2 separate regions of the Mus musculus genome follow, and region 1 is linked to region 2. A link is a contact called in public HiChIP or PLAC-seq data. All regions are on one chromosome and are shown on one strand. The core of a region is the stretch at or near the end of the contact, and the rest is flanking DNA. Distances in the headings are between cores, read along the strand shown.

Region 1 (3,583 bases), core at 221-2,720, 280 kb after region 2:
ATGAGACCCTGTCTGAAAGAAACAAACAAAAAGGAAAAGGAAGGAAGAGAAACTACTTTTGCTGTTGATTTGAGATGATGCAGACTGAAGCAGGGTATTTGCGGCCTCCGTAGAACCGAGTCTCTGCTCTGACCGTCATTTCTTGTATCTTGGCAGCTCCTGGAAGAACTGGGTGCAGGCTTGATACAGCAGTACAAGCCAGATTCCAACATAGCGCCTGAACAGAGAGTGCCAGTCCACCTGGTAAGCCCACCTCCAGCCCCCGTGTCTTCTCCTCTGTTCTACTGGGCTCAGTAATGAAGCGGAGCAGGTGATGTCATTTCCTCCAGTGTTGAAAACTATGGTGCGCCAGTGAAATGGCGCTGCGGGAAGGATGCTTGCCGCCCAAGGCTGCACACCTGACAGTCTGAGTGTGATCTCTGGAGCCCACATAAGGAACCAATTCCACCAAGTTTTCCTCTGACATCCCCATGTGCACCATGACAGATGTGGCCACAAAGGTCATACATGTGCACACTAATAACAGATAAAATTCAGAACAAATCTATGGTGTTCCGGTTGTGGAATAAGCACACCAGAATTTATTATTACTGGGATATGGCATGTGTGCTAATGTCTACATGTGGAGAGTAAAAGATAGTTTGTGGAGTTGGTTCTCTATGGCCACTTTTATTTGGGTTCCAGAGATTGTACTCAGGTCACCAGCTTGCACAGCAAGTGCCTTTACACACTGAACCATCTCATCTGCCCCAGGACTTCTTACCCCTGTTGAACTATAAGCGGCTACTGTTGATTAACCCTGTAGCTACTACCTCTGCTCTCTATCACCACCACCACCATCATTGTCACTATTTCTGTCAACTCAGTTACACTGTAGTGTCCTACTGGATGTGGCTGGTTATTTCAGAAGTTGTTTCCATTACTTTGGAAGATGAACAGTGAAAACACTTATAAAAAGCTACCACTTCAGCCAAACTCTTCTCATCTGCAAGGCTGCATCTAGAGGGCATGGCTTCACAGGTCCCACATTAGCCACTTTTTGCAGTAAATCTCCACCCAAATATGCCCCTGCAGTGAAAACACAACTCAATATGAATACATGCTGTACGCCTAGTTTGGGCGGATCTACTGCTACACTGCCATCTTCCACATTTATTGAGACCCCTTAGAACTTTCGGATTCTCCAGGCCATGTGCTTCTGCTCTGCTTTTCTTCTTCCTCCTCCTCTGCATCCTCTCCCACTTCCATTTTCTCTCTCTCTCTCTCTCTCTCTCTCTCTCTCTCTCTCTCTCTCTCTCTCTCTCTCTCTCTCTCTCTCCTTCCACTCCACCTTCCCTTTTATCTGCCCAATCATCAGCTCTCCTTTATTTTACAAATTAAGGTGGGAAGCAGGTTTACAGGAAATCACCTCTGGTTCTAACTTGCTGTATTCCAGGTGGTGGTGTTCTGGACTGCGATGCTGAGTGGTCCTTTGCCCCGAGCCCTGCAGTCTGCAGAGCACCCGACTCTCCAGGCGAGCGCCTGTGATGCCCTGTCCTCCATCTTGCCAGAGGCCTTCAGCAGTCTGCCGGTAACCTGCCACGGACCCTCACTCCTTGACCATGCCCTGGGCATCAGGGCACCAGCGTGATTCTCTGTTCTGAAACCTTTTCAGCCTCCTCTCTTTAATAAAGAAGCTGTTTCTGTTGAGTTTGTGGCGAGAACAGTGAAGTGTTGCTCCTCCAGGAAAGCCTGGCCTCCTGGGCCCTAGAGGGTGTGGGTGTGGGCAGCACAGCTCTGAGGGCGGATTTCACAAGCATGTCGTGTCCTGAGATGAAAGTCTTGGGTCCACATCCCAGCCATTCCTCCAGCTCTTTGGCTCCTTGAATTTCTTTAAAGCTTTGTATCATCCGTTTATCAGAGGAGTCAGATGAGAGGTGACTGTTAAAAATCCTTGTTAAGAGGCCTCCACCTGGGGTCTTCACCCAGCCCATACCTGATCCATCGCCCTGGGTGAGGATCCTTTGTCTGATTTTGGCTGCTCCTGTTCATTCCTCAGTGGCTTTTTAACTGTTCTTAGTTATGTAAATTAGCTTTTATAAGGGAGGCAGGTAATGAGGCAGAAGGATTAAATGAACTTGTTCACGTCATTGAAAGGTGCAGTGTGATAAGATGCTCTGCGTGCGCCTTACCCAGAATCCCTGCTCACACACCTGCCCCGGTGTCAGGCACCTGCCCTTTACAGGAGTCCGCTGCAGGTCGCAGTGGGGATTGAACCCTGCACAGGCGCTCTCCCCACAGCTGCTCCTGGAAGACTGGCTCACTGTTCTTCCTTCTCACTTTCCCTGTTTCAAACCTTCTCGTTGCAGAACGACAAGCAGATTTTGTGCATTACAGTGTTGCTCGGCCTGAATGACAGCAAGAACCATCTAGTGAAAGCCGCCACCTCCAGGGCCCTTGGAGTCTACGTGCTTTTCCCGTGCCTCAGACAGGTAAGAGGAAGCCTGGCGTGCCCTCCCCCAGTTCCTCGGCACCTATACCGTTTGTGGGCGTGAGGCTTCTGCGCTGACAGTGAAAGAAATTAGCCTGTTATGTGGTCAGATTTCCTCAGGTGCTATTTCGCTGCACAGCACCTGCGCTTCCTTTGCTAATTGTTCAACACACTGCCTGGGACTGTAGTGTGCAGCAAATGTTTAATTAGTGAATAATTGTCTAAGGATGAAAAAGAGGAAGTTACCACATGGAAGTAATGACTGAGAAACGGTGCTTTTGGGAACTACTTTCACTGTCAGGACGTTGTTGAGGGAGGTGGCAGTCAGCCCAAGCACTGAACGCACAGGTGACGGTCCCAGGCTCACACTGGCTCCATAGCAAACTTTTTAAATCAAAATCAAAATTACCGTAAAGGCCTAAAGCTTTCTGTGAAAATAAGCTGTAAGGTTCAGAGGCAGCAGTGTAAACTCCTTAGTAATGTAGCCTGGTTTGTTGTACAGGACGTCATATTTGTTGCAGACACAGCAAATGCTATATTGATGTCACTTCAAGATAAGTCACTAAACGTGCGCGCCAAAGCAGCCTGGTCCCTGGGCAACCTGACAGATACTCTGATTGTCAACATGTAAGTGACTCAGCTGTTTTCCCTGAGTGGCATCTTTTTCAGAATCCCTAAAAGGTGTCTTTCATCCCTACTGCGAAAGAATTGGCAAGAATCCCCTCATATTATGCGGGCGTTTTTGCTACTTTGTTTTAATATTCCTCTAAGCAATAAACCCAGTAGTTTATTTTAATGTATTAAGAGTACATATGCTGGGCAGTGGTGGCACATGCCTTTAATCCCAGCACTTGGGAGGCAGAGGCAGGCGGATTTCTGAGTTCGAGGCCAGCCTGGTCTACAGAGTGAGTTCCAGGACAGCCAGGGCTGTACAGAGAAACCCTGACTCAGAAAAAAAAAAAAATTTAAAAAAGAATACATATTACTCTATTACAGTATATATATCTTCAACAATACCATGTGCTATTGTAAGTGTATACCCACATTGTAGAAAATGTCACAGTAGGAATCCAAAACCTTTGTAACAGTTGCTCTGTTCTTAGGATGCAGAGG
Region 2 (3,702 bases), core at 479-2,978:
GAAGGAGAGACTATCCACAAGAATATCTCCCTTACTCCTTGAAGTCTATTTCTGTAGTTAATACAGTAAATTTCCTAATAAAGGAATTGTAATATAGTTAATATAAAGCTTACTTAGGGAGTGAGAATGATTGAATGACATTTGAATGTACAGGTAAACATTAGGATGGTATTTCTTAGACTTAAATATATATAATGTGTTACATGGGGATCTTACTAAAATGCAAATTACCATTTTCTGCGAAGCTCTTGGGCTATGTTTATACTTATACTTACCCTTTGAATAGTAAGGGTATAGGACTGAGTTTTGTAAAAAAGGAAACTCAGCCTTAATGTTATATATCCTTTTAGAGGATGCATCTTTTAAAAAATACTTTTACTTATGTGTATTTATTTTTTTGTAAATATTTGCCATGTGGTGGTGCCCACAGACAGAATAGAGTATTGGATCCTTTGGAGCTAGAATTGTAGGCAGTTTTATTGCAACCACTGAGCATGGGTGCTGGGAAACTGAACTTGGATCTTCTGAACGAGCAGCAAGATAACCATTGAGTCATCTCTATCTTTTTTTTTTTCCTTTTAAACAGTTAACCCCAGCACTTGGGAGGCAGAGGCAGAGGCAGGTGGGTTTCTGAGTTCGAGGCTAGCCTGGTCTATAGAGTGAGTTCCAGGACAGCCAGGGCTACACAGAGAAACCCTGTCTTGAAGAAAAAAAAAGAATGGAAATGAGTCTCCCTTACACATAACACTGTATATTTTTCTTTATTGTGGGCCAGATCAGCTGTTTTTTGGACAATATAGCAATTAGGGTGTAAACCCCCCCCCCCCCCCGACACACACACACACACACACACACACACACACACACAACCCCCCCCCCGACACACACACACACACACACACACACACACACACACACACACACACACGGTTTCTCTGTGTAGCCCTGGCTGGACAATATAGCAATTAGGGTGTAACCCCCCCCCCCCCGACACACACACACACACACACACACACACACACACACACACACACACACACACACCACACACACACACACACACACACACACACACACCCACACCCACACCCACACCCACACCCATGCATGCATGCACCATATACAAGGAAAAAAGTTTTAAGAAATGTGGGCTTGATATTTTAATTCTTGTCTGTCACTGGGGTTCTAAGGTTCATTTTTGAAGGAACCTTGGTTTCTAATACAATTTTCAAGGGGCTTGGAAAATAGACCATTTAAGCAAGCATGAGACCCCAGTACTGAAAAAGAAGGGGAACATTTTATTTTCAACAATTTAACCTCTGCTTGTTTATGACAAATGTACTTTAGAGGAGGAAGCAAAAGCGTTGTGGTAAACTTTATTTGGGGGTTTCTACCCCACCTTAATCATTTAGTTCCAAATAAAAAAGACACAAAACCTTTATGTTTATAATAAGCCTTAAAGCATTAGAACTGGGCAGATATCAACCCTCTGCTCTTTTGTCTACTTTCCTATCAGTAAACACCCCCCCTCTCCAAATACCATTTGCAATGTTACACCTGGGCCACTCCTACCGCCAACAGGTGGGCCTTCATGGCTATGCACTCAAGTTATACTTACCCCATGGCGCTTTCTGCCTTCTTTCTGCTCACTCCTAGTGGACTCTGTCTCAGACCCCAAGCCCAGGAACCTAAGCTTACTACTACCTCTTTTCTGCCCAGCTACAGGCTGTAGGCATCATTATTCAACAAGTAGTTTTAAAGAGCAAGATTTGCATAACAAAAGCTGGTATACTTGAGAATTCACTTGTCTTGAGGCAATGACCTTGGGATAGAGAATTTAGCAGTATCTTACGTGGCAAAAGGCCAAACCTCAACACAAAAGGATCAGGAACTCAAGTTCATCTTTATCTAGGTAGCAAATTCAGGACCATCCTTATCCTGTCTCAAGAAACTAAAACCAAAATAGTAATGAGTAGCTTCTCTTTCTTAAAGAGGTAGCAGTGATAGACCTTTCAGTTAAAGTACAGGGAAAGTTTAGGTACTGTGCTAAAACAGTAATTTTAAATACAAAGCTGTATTTATGAAGGACTTCAGTTTAGTATGGTCTACATAGCCTTGAATGAACCTTATTCTCCTGCTAGAAAGAAGGGTTTTCTGGGACTTATACAATTTAAAAGCAAATTAAAACACTTGTGTCTGTCCTAAGTTGATTGCAAAGCAAAATGTTTTTATGGTAGTGTAATTAAAAAGAGAAAGCTTTCTTATTTAGTTAGTTTTAATTGGACAATTCAGAAAAGCCATCTAGAGTTGGGTAGTCCCTAGAGCAGAGGTTTGTAAGCAGATAATAAATAGGTTAGCTGCTAGGATCATGATAGATGAGCAGCAACTCAGATATAATCTGAAACTGTTAGTTCCTTATCAGCACTTGTGTTATAGAAGGTTTTCACTTGAGAATTTTGGGGTCTTTTTTTGTTTGTTTGTTTGGTTGGTTGGTTGGTTGGTTTTTTGTTTTAATTACTTGGTTAGCATGAGCTGCTTAGATTTGTTACATAAAACCTTATGTGTACAAGGATCATTGACTTAACTGACAGTATAAATTTGTCAAAGTCATTCTGTGGCTTTGCATCTTTCACATATTTTGTTGGTTTGGTCTTTAGACCATTTGGCAGCTTGAACCTCTGCTGTGATAGGAAAAGATCTCATATTAAAGTGGATCATGGAGAGAAGTTTTGAGTTTAGCTTTTTTTTTAGTCCTCACTTTTTATCAGTCTTAAGTTTAAAGTTTTAAGACTATCTTTATTCAGACTCATTTTTTAAAAAAGTTTATCCCTTTAAAAATTAATAAAATCCATAATTTAATATCACAGCAGAATCTGTCTTCAAGTTTTTACCTTTTCTGTTCTGCTATCAAAGTCTAACTTTACTTTTTATTCCTCTAGTCTTTTAGTTTTTTCTTTCTTATATTTAAAAATAGTCCTAATACTCTAATTTCATATTTTTCATGCTGTGCCTGCAGCTTTAAGTTATGGTTTGAGTAGTAATCTTTTGGCTTGGGGTTGGGAAGATGAATTTTTTTTAACATAAAAAGTAATATTAGATGTGTTATAAATGTGAGAAGACAGCTTGTGGAAATAAATCCTTGGGAAAGCACTTAGATTGAATCATTGAACTCTGAAATGGATTTACTGGAAAGTTGGTGCTACTATTTTTCTAGGCACTCTACTTGTGACAGTTAAGTGTAGATTGAGCCCAGGGCTCAGCACATTAGAGACTTACTTAAGGAAGAAATCATTTCTTCAATTTTTCCTCTGCAGTGGTGGTGACCGCGGTGGCTTCAAAAATTTTGGTGGTAAGTGCTGAGTATCCCAAAATGTTTCAGTGGAAATGCTATATAAATCTAAAAGCCACCAATATCCCGCAGATGCAGTCTAAGCCCTTCTTACTCTGTTGAGGCTCGTGTGTTGTGTGCATTACAAAGTACTCTCTGTATACACTCTTATATCCAAGTACATATTAAAAGCCAAATCTGATCTCAAGTAGTCCAATGCGTTCTCTACACAGTGTATTGCATGAAAGAGTCTGTGACCGATGAATGAGGAATTCACTGGGTTTTGACAATAGGGTTTTTTTTCCTTTTATAAAGGTAGCTGACGTGGTGTTTTAAATTATTAGGGGTTTCCAATCAGCCTTACAACAGTGCTT

What was found. HiChIP or PLAC-seq counts read pairs in DNA pulled down with a chosen protein or histone mark.
Region 1: an H3K27ac HiChIP or PLAC-seq map of embryonic stem cells shows a contact between it and region 2, with 4 times the contacts expected there. The contact joins two enhancer-like sites. A contact is called at or near these places in 3 of 484 Hi-C or Micro-C datasets (the C10 cell line, bone marrow-derived macrophages and nephron progenitors), 3 of 115 datasets of contacts at active chromatin or transcription factors (CD8 T cells, embryonic stem cells and large pre-B cells) and 4 of 9 other capture datasets (adipose tissue, embryonic stem cells, liver and 1 more).

Annotation. Positions count from the first base shown.
Region 1 is chr11:83,774,266-83,777,848 of GRCm38.p6, forward strand. Heatr6 (HEAT repeat containing 6) reads left to right here. Exons shown (of 20, transcript NM_145432.3): 14 at 157-243; 15 at 1,436-1,570; 16 at 2,349-2,471; 17 at 2,973-3,097. Among named protein-coding and RNA genes, the nearest start is that of Heatr6, 22 kb to the left of the region's middle. Within about 2 kb of position 1,471, at least 7 of the 459 cell types and tissues checked have an H3K27ac peak or open chromatin away from gene starts, as enhancers often do. A contact at or near this core is called in embryonic stem cells, where this site is marked.
Region 2 is chr11:83,493,948-83,497,649 of GRCm38.p6, forward strand. Taf15 (TATA-box binding protein associated factor 15) reads left to right here. Exons shown (of 16, transcript NM_027427.3): 8 at 3,315-3,349. Among named protein-coding and RNA genes, the nearest start is that of Gm32650, 17 kb to the right of the region's middle. Within about 2 kb of position 1,729, at least 11 of the 459 cell types and tissues checked have an H3K27ac peak or open chromatin away from gene starts, as enhancers often do. A contact at or near this core is called in embryonic stem cells, where this site is marked.